2 separate regions of the Callithrix jacchus genome follow, and region 1 is linked to region 2. Evidence: chromatin contacts called from public Hi-C data. All regions are on one chromosome and are shown on one strand. Each heading gives the region's core, a stretch centred on a gene start, on an enhancer-like site or on the middle of the called end of the contact. The rest is flanking DNA. Distances are from core to core; before and after follow the strand shown.

Region 1 (6,309 bases), core at 202-2,701, 90 kb after region 2:
GTGATGTGGGTTCTCAGCCTACAGATCACTGCAGCCCACACAGCTGATGCAGCCACAGGCCCCTGGCTCTGAAAGACTGAGGACACAGGTGGCCTGAGAGTGCCCACGGCCAGCACCCTCACTAGTCCTCTGGGCTCCTAATTGTGGCCAGAAGGAAGAGTCATGGTGAGGAACACTGAAGCCATTCCATTTCCCACAGTCCGAGAGGCCTGGGGACCATTTCCCAAGTATGATAACTGTGGGCGGGGGTGGAGGGGGCAGCAGAAAGAGCACTTCTTAGATGTTTTTAACTGTGACCATCTGCAGTTTATTATTTTAGGACAAACTTAACAGTGGTTAGGGTCAGGACTGCAGTCCTGTGAGGACCAGCATGGGAGAGCCAGCATGCCTAAAGTGCAGAGCACCTTGTTCATAACCGGAGCCCTAGCCCTGGGACCTGGGTGCCAGGAGGTCTGATGGCTCCAGGAAAACAAACCAGTGAGAGTCAAATGCATTTTATATTAGGAGCTTCTCCTCATGGGAGGCCGAGTGAGCACAGAAAAGTGCATCAGTCCTGGCAAAACCAGGAGGGGTGCATTAACTGCCTTACAGTGACCCCCATGAAGTATTATCACCCTCAGCCCCCATCGAGTACAGCAGAATACCAAGGCTGAGCAGCTATGCAAGCAACAAAGCAGGTCCTCACAGCCCTCTCTGCTATACCTTGTAGCTGTCACCACCACCTCACCCTCCTAAAAACTTTGGCCATCAGCTAACCACAGCACAGGTATGCATCTGATATCCCCATTGAGGGCAAGGAGCACCTTTTGCTCAGTACCCCACGCTGCATGGTGGGTCATCAGCTCTGAGTAGTGACTTGCTGGGTCACACAGGACAGGAATCTCTGAAGTCGGCACTGTTGGAGATCCTTTCCACACACCCACACTGCCTCGCACCAACATTTGCACCAGAATAATGGCAGCTAACACTGAACAAAACATCCTCAGCACACACAGGGCCAGGACCCCAAACCCACTCTAGGTTTCTGCTCCCAGAGCTGGTCTCTGCCTCAACATCACACCATGTCATCTGACAGAAGACTGCTCTTCCCTGTGGCTGGCCTGGGAAAGCATTTGGACCAGGCAGCCAGGACTTGTTAAAGTACCTCGTAACCTTGGTAATTCTGGCCAGCTTCCAAAATACTCAAAAGCAATCTGTAAAAATGTTGAACGCTAAGCAGAATGAGCTGATGCAAATTTCTCAACTCAGCTCTGTTAGTTTTGTTTACCAAGACGGCAGCTCCCCGCAGCCCAATGGTGAGGCCCAGTTACAGGCAGAAAAAGGATCCAGTGAAGTATGGAGGGCCTCCTGGGGTATGCCATACATACAGAAACCAGGCCTCATCCAAGAAAAGCTGAATCGCGCTCTCTGCCACATTTATATAGCTCACAGGCTTCACAGATAACTGTGATCCACAGCCAGATTAGGAAACACCAGCCTAGCACAATCCCACTGAGAATTCCAGGTCCCTCTCACAGGGCCAAGCCCTCACATGTGCCTTCCTGGACATTTTCCCTTGGAGCACAGTTCACACTGGATCGAAGGGAGAACTGTAACAGCTGCATCTTTTCACATGGTTGTCCCATGCAATGTGTTTTACATCTGTGAGTTCACTGGTGGTTATTACTTTATCTCTGTTTTTTTTTTTGAGACGGAGTTTCGCTCTTGTTACCCAGGCTGGAGTGCAATGGCGCGATCTCGGCTCACCGCAACCTCCACCTCCTGGGTTCAGGCAATTCTCCTGCCTCAGCCTCCCGAGTAGCTGGGATTACAGGCACGCGCCACCATGTCCAGCTAATTTTTTGTAATTTTAGTAGAGACGGGGTTTCACCATGTTGACCAAGATGGTCTCGATCTGTTGACCTCGTGATCCACCCGCCTCGGCCTCCCAAAGTGCTGGGATTACAGGCTTGAGCCACCGCGCCCGGCCTTTATCTCTGTTTTATAGAGACCACAGGAGCTGAGAAACAGACCCAAAAGGCATGCAGTGAATGAAGGCAGAGCAGGAACAGAAATTCTGGTCTGAAAAATCTGGAGCATGTCCCCTGTAAACTGTCCATCACATGCTTGTCCTGGTGGGTCTTTGCTTTCTGGAATGTTTAAAAGCAGATTCATGGACTGATGTAAGGACAAAGCTTACTTATTCCTGCCAGACCTAACTGTGAAAGAAAGAACTGGTCAGACTAGTCATAAGATGCCAACTAGTGGGACAATCAGCTAGACTAGTTCTCATGACATTTCTCAGCAATTTCTCCAGAGAAATAAAATTTTAAATTGCTGGTGTTTTTATTTCCAAGATAAGCTTTAAAAGCAGTTGAATAAGCATGTTCTGAAGGAGGTGGATAACTACCTTAAACCCTCTGGCTCACAGTGGCTTCAATATCACAGAGAGTCTGAGAAATGGAGTTCAAATCTGAGCTTAAGCACTTCCCACTGTGTAAGCTCAGGTACACTCTTGGCCTCAGAAACCAGTTCTTAATACTGGCTCCACCTACCTGTCTCACATGGTTGGGGAGGTGAAATGAGTTTCTGCTGTCAGCTGAAATCCCACTCAAAAGACAGTAACTTTTTAAAGGGTATCAACTGATAAGGATAGTGTGGCCAGTAAAAGAGACAATCACAGGCTCAGAGATGTCAACAATGCTTTGGAAATGGGAAGGCTGATGGTCCAGTGCTCTCTGACTTAATCAGTGAAGAAAGCTGAACCCAAAGTGCACAAGGAGGAAGTTACCCAGAATCAACTTAGTCCCCACCCCAGAACCTTGATAAGAGTGGGGAACTGGAGGCCCAAGGAGTCACTCTGCACGCAGGACTTCAGGGTGGGGCTGAGAACAGAACTGATTGAGCAGTATACCAAGACACCTTCCACCCCCAACTATTTAGTTTTACTCTTGGTAGTGCCATCCCCAACTCATCTTTCTCCATCAGCAAATTGGAATGGCTCCATATTCAAATACACCCAGAAGGAGCTTCATCCCTCACCTCTACGACCCCATCTCCCACTGTCACTCCCTCCACTCCAGCCACGACAGCCTCTGCTTTTACTTGCACATGCTGGGCACACGCCTACCTCTGGCCTTTGCACAGGGTGTTCACTCCTCCAGGAGCACTTTCTCTTCCCTCAGGAACTCTCACAGCGATCTCTCCCTGCTTTCATCTTCTGCTCAGAGGCCACCATTCCTGACCACTGCCCATCTCCCTTATCCTGCTTTATTTTTATCCAAAGTACTTTTCCTCACCTTACATACTATGTATGTTTACCACCTGTCACTGCCACTGGAATGCCAGCTCCTAAGAGGCAGCGATTTTTGTCTATTCTGTTCATTGCAGTACCCCCAGAGCCCAGAATACTGCCAAGGACAGAGTGCGTGTTCAATATTTGTTGAAACAAATGAATGGAGAAACAATTCTGGATTAGGGCATAAGATCCAAGTGTAAGGATTAAAGAGGAAAGAAATACGAAGGGAGGCTTTACAGTCAACAGGGAATAACAGGGAATAGGTTTATTTTAAACAAACCTGAGAGGGGCGGCTGGCTGAGTTAGGTCAGAGGCACACTCTCTCATGGACTAAAGTTTTTTTTTTTTTTTAAGACGGAGTCTTGCCCTGTTGCCAGGCTGGAGAGCAGTCACTCAATCTCGGTTCACTGCAACCTCCACCTCCTGGGTTCAAGCAATTCTCCTGCCTCAACCTTCTGAGTAGCTGGGATTACAGGTGCCCACCACCACACCCAGCTAATTTTTGTATTTTTAGTAGAGATGGGGTTTTACCATGTTAGCCAGGATGATCTCGATCTCTTGACCTCATGATCCACCCACCTCAACCTCCCAAAGTGCTGGGATTACAGGCATGAGCCACCTACCCCACCTGGCTGTGACTAAAAGTTTTTAAGGATTCAGGGTAGGAGAGTTTATCAGAGGCTTTGTTGTGTCTCTTTGTTGTGCTTATCTGGGAGGGAGAGTTGTATGTCCGTTCCCATACCTCTTTCTGTAGCTGCAGGCATACTCCCCAGAGTCTGCCTTTAGCTTCCCTGTCTTAGTGCACCTAAAGGGAAGGAATGTGCTTATTAAGGCCCACTGTTTTACTGGGGCCCATTGTATGAGCCTGAAGTTTGGCAGTTACCCAAGAGACTTTTCCCCCCACCTCCCTCTGTACCCAAGCTGTCTTATCTGTGTTTTACTGTCTGCTTGTAGTTAGAAGAGAAGTGATTTCCTTGAAATACATGAGGCCAGAAAGGGAGCTGGAACTTAAAGTGGCAGTGTTTGTCTAAGATGACAGTCCTGCTGCTCTGTCACCCAGTCTCAGCTGAAGTCAGGAAGACAGAATGGTTATCACCATTAAGTGAGTGAAACCAAACAATTCCTTGGATGAGTAGTTTGATTTCCCCCATGAAAGGGAAGGATCTTTACATGCCAGAATCTCTCAGCACATCCTCCCCAGAAGGAATGCCTCTGTGTCCCACAGAGGAAGCAGTTTCTTGTCTCCCTTGGATGCTCACTCCCCAGGGTCATGTTTGAGAATGGCAGCCTCCACTATGAACTTAGCTTCTCTCCTTTTGGCTAAGTTGATTCAATGTACCTGCAATACAATTCCAATTACTACTTTCTGAAGCTCAACCCAAGAAAGAGATCTAAAGCCAGAGGGAGTGGTGCCTGTGGTGTATTTTGAGTGAGGTAAGGGGTTTCTAAGAGTTTGATAAATCTAACTGCTAAGGACTTTCACGTTTAGAATCTAACCTCTTTGAAAGATACAACTCCCCTGTAGTTAGGAGGATCAAGTACAGGAATTGTGTCTGTGAAGAATACACAAATAGCTTTCAGACAGAGTGTAAGAAGGATGCAACTGTTAGAAGTTTTAGCTCAACAAATCTTCCTTAGCTCCAGCTCTGTGCTACTACCTAGCGGTCACAGCTGAATATGACACAGTGGAGAAGCTGGAAGTAGAGGGATCCTACCTTTGTCCCTAACAAAGAGCTTCAGGAAGGGAAGGAGGGGAATAGACATTCCAGAAGGAACCACTCTGGGCAAAGCCTGGAGGGCAAAAAGAGCTTTTTAAGTAGTTGTTTTCACTCACCCACGTTCAGTATTGGAAAAGGTTTTCTTAAGAAAGTGACATTTAAAAGGATCTCTGAAGCTTCAGGAATCCTTCTCAGATTCCATAGAGCCTTTCACTAAACGGTCATAGCATGCTGGGCTTTCCCTTCACATCACTTATGACAGTGTAATCATGCACTTGTCTGGTGGTGTTTTAATGGCAATCTCTTCCACCATGCCAGGAGGGCAGAGAATGTGTCACCTTGCTCACTACTGTATGCCCAATGGCTGGCACATCACATGTGCTCTATAAATGTTGACTAAACAGGAGTGGGCAGGCTCTGCATTAGAAAGAGGAAACTAAGAAAGAAACACTATGGTGCTGACATGGAGAAGTGTGGGTAACCCAAGGCCAGGGAGCGAGGCTGAGAGCTCCCTGAATGCCAAACCCAGGAGCTGAACCTGAAGGCTGGGTGGCAGGTGGACCCCTGAAATAAACTTGCACAGGCAAGTGATTCACTCAGAACAGAGGGAAGGTATAGCATGATTCAATAAAGATTTGGGCACCCATTGTATACCAGGCCCTGTGCTAGATGCTGGGGATGCCACAGCCCATCTGATGCTCTGAGCTTAGTGGGAGAAGATAGGCAGGAAATAAGACGGCAAAAAATAAAAAAGGTGATTTCAGAGAGTTCAGGATGTGGAAGACACAAGGGTCAGGAGGTGATATTGGAGCTAAATTTTAAAGGATGAGAAGTCAGCCATAAAAGAGCTGGAGCCAGGATATACCAAGCCAAGGGAATAGCCAAGAGGCCAAAGGCTGAGCAGCGAAAGAATAGGAAGAGACCAGGCTGGAAAGGCAGATAGGGCCAGATCACATAAGCTCTGATATGGTAAGGAGTTTGAGATCATTTTCCTAAATCCTATGGGAAGCATAAAGGATCAGTGGGCAAAAAACAAAAAAAAGGGATGTTGTAGGAGGGCAGTGGTATGGATAAGAGAAATACTAAGGAAGACCTATAAGTGAGTGCTTTCAATTCTCATTCCTCTCCAAACTAACAGAGATCTTTGAACCAGGAAAAGATAAGGCTCCATGTTTTGGAGGTAGATGGACCTAGCCTCCCCTTCCCAGAGAAAACTGCCTCCTGTAAATCCTCAAAAAAAAGAAGAGTCTTGTTTATCAGCACAGCCTCATTATACCCAAAGGCTCAAAAGTTATTTGCTAAATGAAGTAAATT
Region 2 (5,672 bases), core at 2,320-4,819:
TTTACACAAGGCAGCTAGCTCTGTGCCTAGTCCCCAAATGGCACTTTAAATGAGTATCTGCAAACAACTAAGTGTAGCTGTTTTCGTTATTGTAGATGAAAAAGTGGTGAAAAATCTCAATTATCCTGAAAATAAACTTCTTTCTGGCTTGTGACTGACTTTAGAAACTACACCTCCCAGCATCCTTTGCAGCTAGGGGCAGCCATGACTTTGTTCTGTTAAAGGAGATGTAAGCGGAAGCCCCTGGGCTTTTAGCTTCCCGAGTTTCCCCTTCCTGCGGCAGCCATCTTGAGAAGGATGGTCGAATGGAAAACAAGAAGGAACCTGGGACAGGATGGCATGGTTGAGCTGCCATAGCAGCCTCACAGCCTGCCTCTGGGCTTTTGCTTTTTTTTTTTTTTAAGTGACATAAAATCTTATTGTTTAGGCCTCCGGGTTGGGGGATTTTTAATTCTAGTGGAAGAAAAACAGATGCATTGGGCCTTCTCATTGTCCTACTTTCTGTTTGCAGTGCTCAGTCTCAAGAAAAATCTAGGCCAAGAGAATCAGCAACCTTCTAAGGAAGGAATCACTAATTCCCTCCTTAGATCTCTAGGGCTGGACTAGAGGCACTATGGGAAACCTGTTCAACTCTTAATCTGACCCCTTGAAGCAGAGTTAGCCTCGAGTCCTGTCCAGGTTCCTCTGTCAGCCCCAGAAAGTTCACGAAGAGAGGGTGACTCCCTCCTTCCCTGGATGCCAACACCCAAGTCCAAAATCTCACAGCTGCCATCAGTCTCCTGAGCTCTCCTTCTGGAGTCAGGCAAATATTTGTCAGAATCTTGGCTCTGCACTGATGTGCCACGGGCAATGTGTCTTTGAACCAGCTTTGATGTTCCTATCCATAAAGTGGGTCTACGCCAATCAAGAGATAAATCTAAATAAGAAATTCAGAAAGGGATATGGTGGCTCTTGCCTGTAATACCAGCACTTTGGAAGGCCGAGGCAGGCGGATCACTTGAGGCCAGGAGTTCAAGACCAGCCTGGCCAACATGGTGAAACCTCATTTCTACAAAAAAAAAAAAATTAACCAGGTGTGGTGGCACATGCCTGTAATTCCAGTTACTCAGTAGGCTGAGGTATGAGAACTGCTTGAACCCAGGAGGCAGAGGTTGCAGTGAGCTGAGATTATGCCACTGGCACTACAACCTTGATGACAGACCCAGACTCTGTCTCAAAAAAAAAGAAAGAAAGAAAGAAAGAAACTAAGAAAGGGACTATAGGTGAGCAATGCTAACAAACCAACCCAGACTAGGATTAAATATTCAAGAGAAGGGAGGTGGCAGAATATTACAAGGTCTGTGAATATTACAGACCTCGGCATTACAAAATTAATAGCCCTCCTGGCTGTGGTGGCTCTTGCCTGTAATACCAGCACTTTGGAAGGCCGAGGCAGGCAGATCACTTGCCGTCAGGAGTTCAAGACCAACCTGACCAACATGGTGTAACTGTGTCTCTACTAAAAAATATACAAAAATTAGCTGGGTGTTGTGGTGGGTGCCTGTAATGCCAGCTACTCAGGAGGCTGAAGCAGGAGAATTGCTTGAACCTGGGAGGTGGAGGTTGCAGTGAGCAGAGATTACATCACTGCACTCCAGCCTGGGAGACAGAGTGAGACTGTTTCCAAAAAATAATGAATAAATAAATAAAATCAATAACCAACAGCAATTCGGTGTGGGCATGATAGAAAGTGTGAAGGACTTAACTTTCTCATTATTCATAACAAGGAAAAATAAATGCTAAGATTTAAACATGTAATTTAGGGAGGAAATGGCCCTTAATCTCAATGTTCTCCACAAACCTGGGGGAATCTTGTAAAAAAAATTCATTATGGTAACAAATCAAATATGTAAAGTTAACAACTGCTTTTATTTCCCTCAAATTTCCTTTTCTTTTGTTAAATTCATGTGGAAATATGCTCCAAATGTTTAATTTCTTAAATTGGCACATGTAATATAATCTTGTTTTAATAAAATTCCTTTCCTTCCTTCCTTGCACCCTGCCTCTCTTCTTTCCCTTCTGCTCCCCATCCTCCCTCTCTTCCATCTCCCTTCCTTTCTTCCATTCCCACCCCTCCTTCCAAATATATGCCTAGAAAAACATCTGGAATTATGCTGCTTAAAATTAGTTCTGGGGTTTGGGGCACTACGGCTTGTAGTGATTGCTCTCCTCTCTCCATTTTGGCAGCACTTTGCTATATAGCTTGAATGGTTTATAAAAGCACTTCACCTTTTAATGAAGACAATACAATATTTTTTCCCCAAAAATTAATCATATCCCTTTTATAGGGTCCTCTTGAGCACTGAATGACATGACCAGGAAGGTACCTGGGACACTGAGGCAAGCACAAGTCCAAGATGGCCCTGAGATTTCTTTTCAGTGATGTACATGCCCTGTACATGCTGTTCCTTCCACCTGGAATGTCCTTTCCTTCTCCTTTTAGCAAATTTCTACTCATCCTTCAAGACCTAGTTCAATGTGAAGAAGTCCCTGACACCTACACCCAGGCAATCAGAACCTCTCTCTGGACACTTAACCGGGACAGCAGAAAGGCATCACATAGCAGCAGTGTCCAGGGGTGACTGTTCAGAGGGTTTTGGCACCAAGATCACCTGACGTAGCCCAACTTCTGCTTTATTGGATCTTGTCTTCAAGCTTCCCTTATTTCACCACCTCCCCAGTATCCTTCCAACAAATTGTTTTTATTTATAGTGGCCAAGTCAGTTTCTGCAGCTTGCAACTTAAGTACTCAACTGTTTCCCTGTCTCCCCAGCATTGCGTTCCAGGCCCTCAGAGGTTTGTGGAATGAATTGTAGTCATTCAGAAGGTCATTATAATAGGCCATCATTCCTGCGACCCAACCTTCTGAAGGATGGTGCAGGACACAGACACCTGTGCCGCCTCTATGAGATGTCTGGGGCTGGAGAGCAAGGCACACACGGACAGTTCTTGCTTGTCAAGGAGCTCTGCTCATCTTAGGAAGGGGAAACGGCTCGAGAGGCTAGACCACTTGCTCAAAGTCTCACAGCCAGCGTAAAAGGCAGAGGAGGGCCAGGCGTTTTTGCAAACAGGCAGGTTTAATCTGTGTGCACCTCCATACCCAGGGCCGTGACCTCTGCCTAACACACAGAGGGCGTTCAGCACGTGCTCACTGGCCTCTAATTCTCCCGCTGGACTCGGAAGAGCAGAATTAGCAACAGCTGCATTTTGCAAATGGGGAGACTGAGACTTAGATGTGAGAGGGCTGCCCTAGGGCATCCAGTTGTAATGTGGGGGCTCCAGACGCGTCGCCAAGTTAAGATACGGAGCTCAGTTCGTTCCTCAGGCCGCGCAGTGCCCGCGATGATGGAAGGCTTTGCAAGACCCCTCCTGGGTCGTTTCGAACAGAGCTGCCCCAGAGCGTTGGGGTAGGTGAGGGGGAGACAGGTTCAGGAGTAGACCTCGTAGGTGACCGAAGTCGGGGAGCGAAGCAGGCCGGATGGAGAGGACTTGTACCCGACTCAAACCGCTGAGGGCCGAAATGGGCTAAGCCAGATGGAGCAGACAGCTCCACCGGAGGCCGGCGGGGTGAACAGGAGATACCGCGTTCCTCCACCTGCCAAAGAGGGTAAGCGCGCTGGCAAAGCACAGCCGAGCGAGGGGGCGGGGCCAAGCGGAGCCGGTGGGGCCGAGTGGACGAGCCGAGGGAGTTTGGCGCAGCCGAAAGTAGCCGAGTGGAGCCGAACAGAGAGGAGGTGGGGGTCCGGTGGGGCCAAGCGGAAATGAGTGGAGCCGAGCCCGTGCCGGGCGGAGCCGAGCGGGTGAACTGGAGGCGGAGCGGGTCGGGCCAACTTGAGGCGGTGGGAGTTGTTGAGATGGGCTGCTCTGGAAATCCCGTCATGCTGTCTGTTTTGGATCCCACCGTTTCCGTCCCAACGAAAACTAGGGCTCCTGGGTTCCTCCGGCCCAAGTTGTAACCACCGATGAGAATCTTTTTCATTGGCTGCCTCAGCGTCCTCATTTATAACTTTAGGGCAGGGGAGGGCGCCCGAAGACAAGTGTGTGGAGCTTTAGGCTTCCCGCTCGGGTCCACTTTTCGTATTTTTGGGTGGGATCGGATGTGGTGTCTTTCTCTGGAGTCCGTGGGGTCTAGTTCACATGGGAGCGGGCGGGGGTTCTGGGGAATGTCGCTTTAAAGACTTTGCGTTTGGGGAATGGTCCTGGCGCCTCCTGTGTAGATGCTGCAATTTGAAGGTCCAGAGAGAGTCAGTGCGTGACGCAGCGGACGCCGGGGAAGCCTGGTCTGGATCCCGAAGTCCAGCTCCTTTACCTGCAACAGGCGGGGGGTCCCTGCAGCCTGGCCGTGAAAGAATTATACACGGGGGGCTGCGCCTCTGCCCTTGCCAGGGCAACCTCACCGAGCCCCTCTGTTTTCATCCGTAAGATGAGGAAAGCGATGCCTTCCTCTCAGGCTGCTGTGAAGCTGGATGGGGTGCGGGCTCTATTTTAACGGTGTTATCATGTAGTCATATATGAAGAAAATACACTTTTATTTTAAAATAAAGACGTTTAGGTACCAGGCACTGTTCTAGGCAGCGGGGATATAGATGCGAACAAAACCAGTAATGCCTGCATACATCCTAGTAGGAGCTGCTGATCCAATGGTTTGCCACCAGACTTCAAGCAGTGAACATGGGTATGGAGCAGTGAGCCCTTAGGTGTCTAATCTGTTGTCACCGACCGTGCCTGTGTGCCTCCTGCTGAGTTACTCTAAAACAGATCTGATCATGTGGCTTAGCTGCTAAAAACCTTTCAGTGCCTGTGAAATGAAGACTATCATAAGCGGGTCCTAACCTACTTTTCCAGTTGCATCTCCCCAACCCTCCTGTCAATTCTCAGGAACACCTGGCCTCTCACTCCTCCCAGTACATTCCTCTGCTCTATGTATTTTCTAAGTGTCGAGCTCAATGTTAGACACGAGATGGCGCCAGACTGTACTAAAGGCTTTCTCTAATGGCCACCGAGTATTGGCTTATCTGTTTAACTGACTTGGTTATTGGAACTGTTAGAAAGCCCCTTAGCGTTTGTTTTATAGACAGCGCGTATATTTTTTAGTACAATTCTCAATGAATTTCATGTGTTGAATAAATTTTCTAGATTTAAAAGGAAGGGGAGTATTATGACACTTACTGCCCCCAAGGGTTTCAGTACCATCGTCTACTCCCCAGAGAGCAAGCCATGCCATTTTACTCAGAAGCTCATTAAGGATCTGAATTCACTCACAGTCTTCCTACAATGTTGTTTCCAGAATGCTTTAGGGGACTTGGCCAAGGTAGGGGAAATTCCCTTCTCTTGGTTGGGCTCTGATTTTTTTAAACCAAGAATGAAAATTTTTATAAACCAAAAATTTGGGGAAAATTTCCCTAAAGTCCCATTTATTTTCTCTCCAAGCTAGTACTAGGTAAGAATTAGATATTACCTGCCCTGGTTTCTCAGCAAAATTTATTTCAAATGTGTGAGATTGCAGGCCCCTCCCAATCTGAGGAGGGGCCACAAAATGGAATTTCATCCAAAATTAATAAAACCTGGTCTCTGCTGGCATCCTTTATAGATGAGTTTCCTACAAAGACAATCTGTTGGGGTGGGGGAAATCT

The links. A called contact is a pair of places that touch in the nucleus more often than the background predicts.
Region 1: a Hi-C map of induced pluripotent stem cells shows a contact between it and region 2, with 5 times the contacts expected there. The contact joins two enhancer-like sites. A contact is called at or near these places in 2 of 3 Hi-C or Micro-C datasets (induced pluripotent stem cells and skeletal muscle).

What each region holds. Positions count from the first base shown.
Region 1 is chr15:71,088,915-71,095,223 of calJac240_pri, forward strand. All of the region lies in intron 1 of CHCHD4 (coiled-coil-helix-coiled-coil-helix domain containing 4), which reads right to left. Among named protein-coding and RNA genes, the nearest start is that of CHCHD4, 5.5 kb to the right of the region's middle. Within about 2 kb of position 1,452, at least 7 of the 16 cell types and tissues checked have an H3K27ac peak or open chromatin away from gene starts, as enhancers often do.
Region 2 is chr15:70,996,787-71,002,458 of calJac240_pri, forward strand. No RefSeq gene overlaps it. Among named protein-coding and RNA genes, the nearest start is that of WNT7A, 15 kb to the left of the region's middle. Within about 2 kb of position 3,570, at least 6 of the 16 cell types and tissues checked have an H3K27ac peak or open chromatin away from gene starts, as enhancers often do.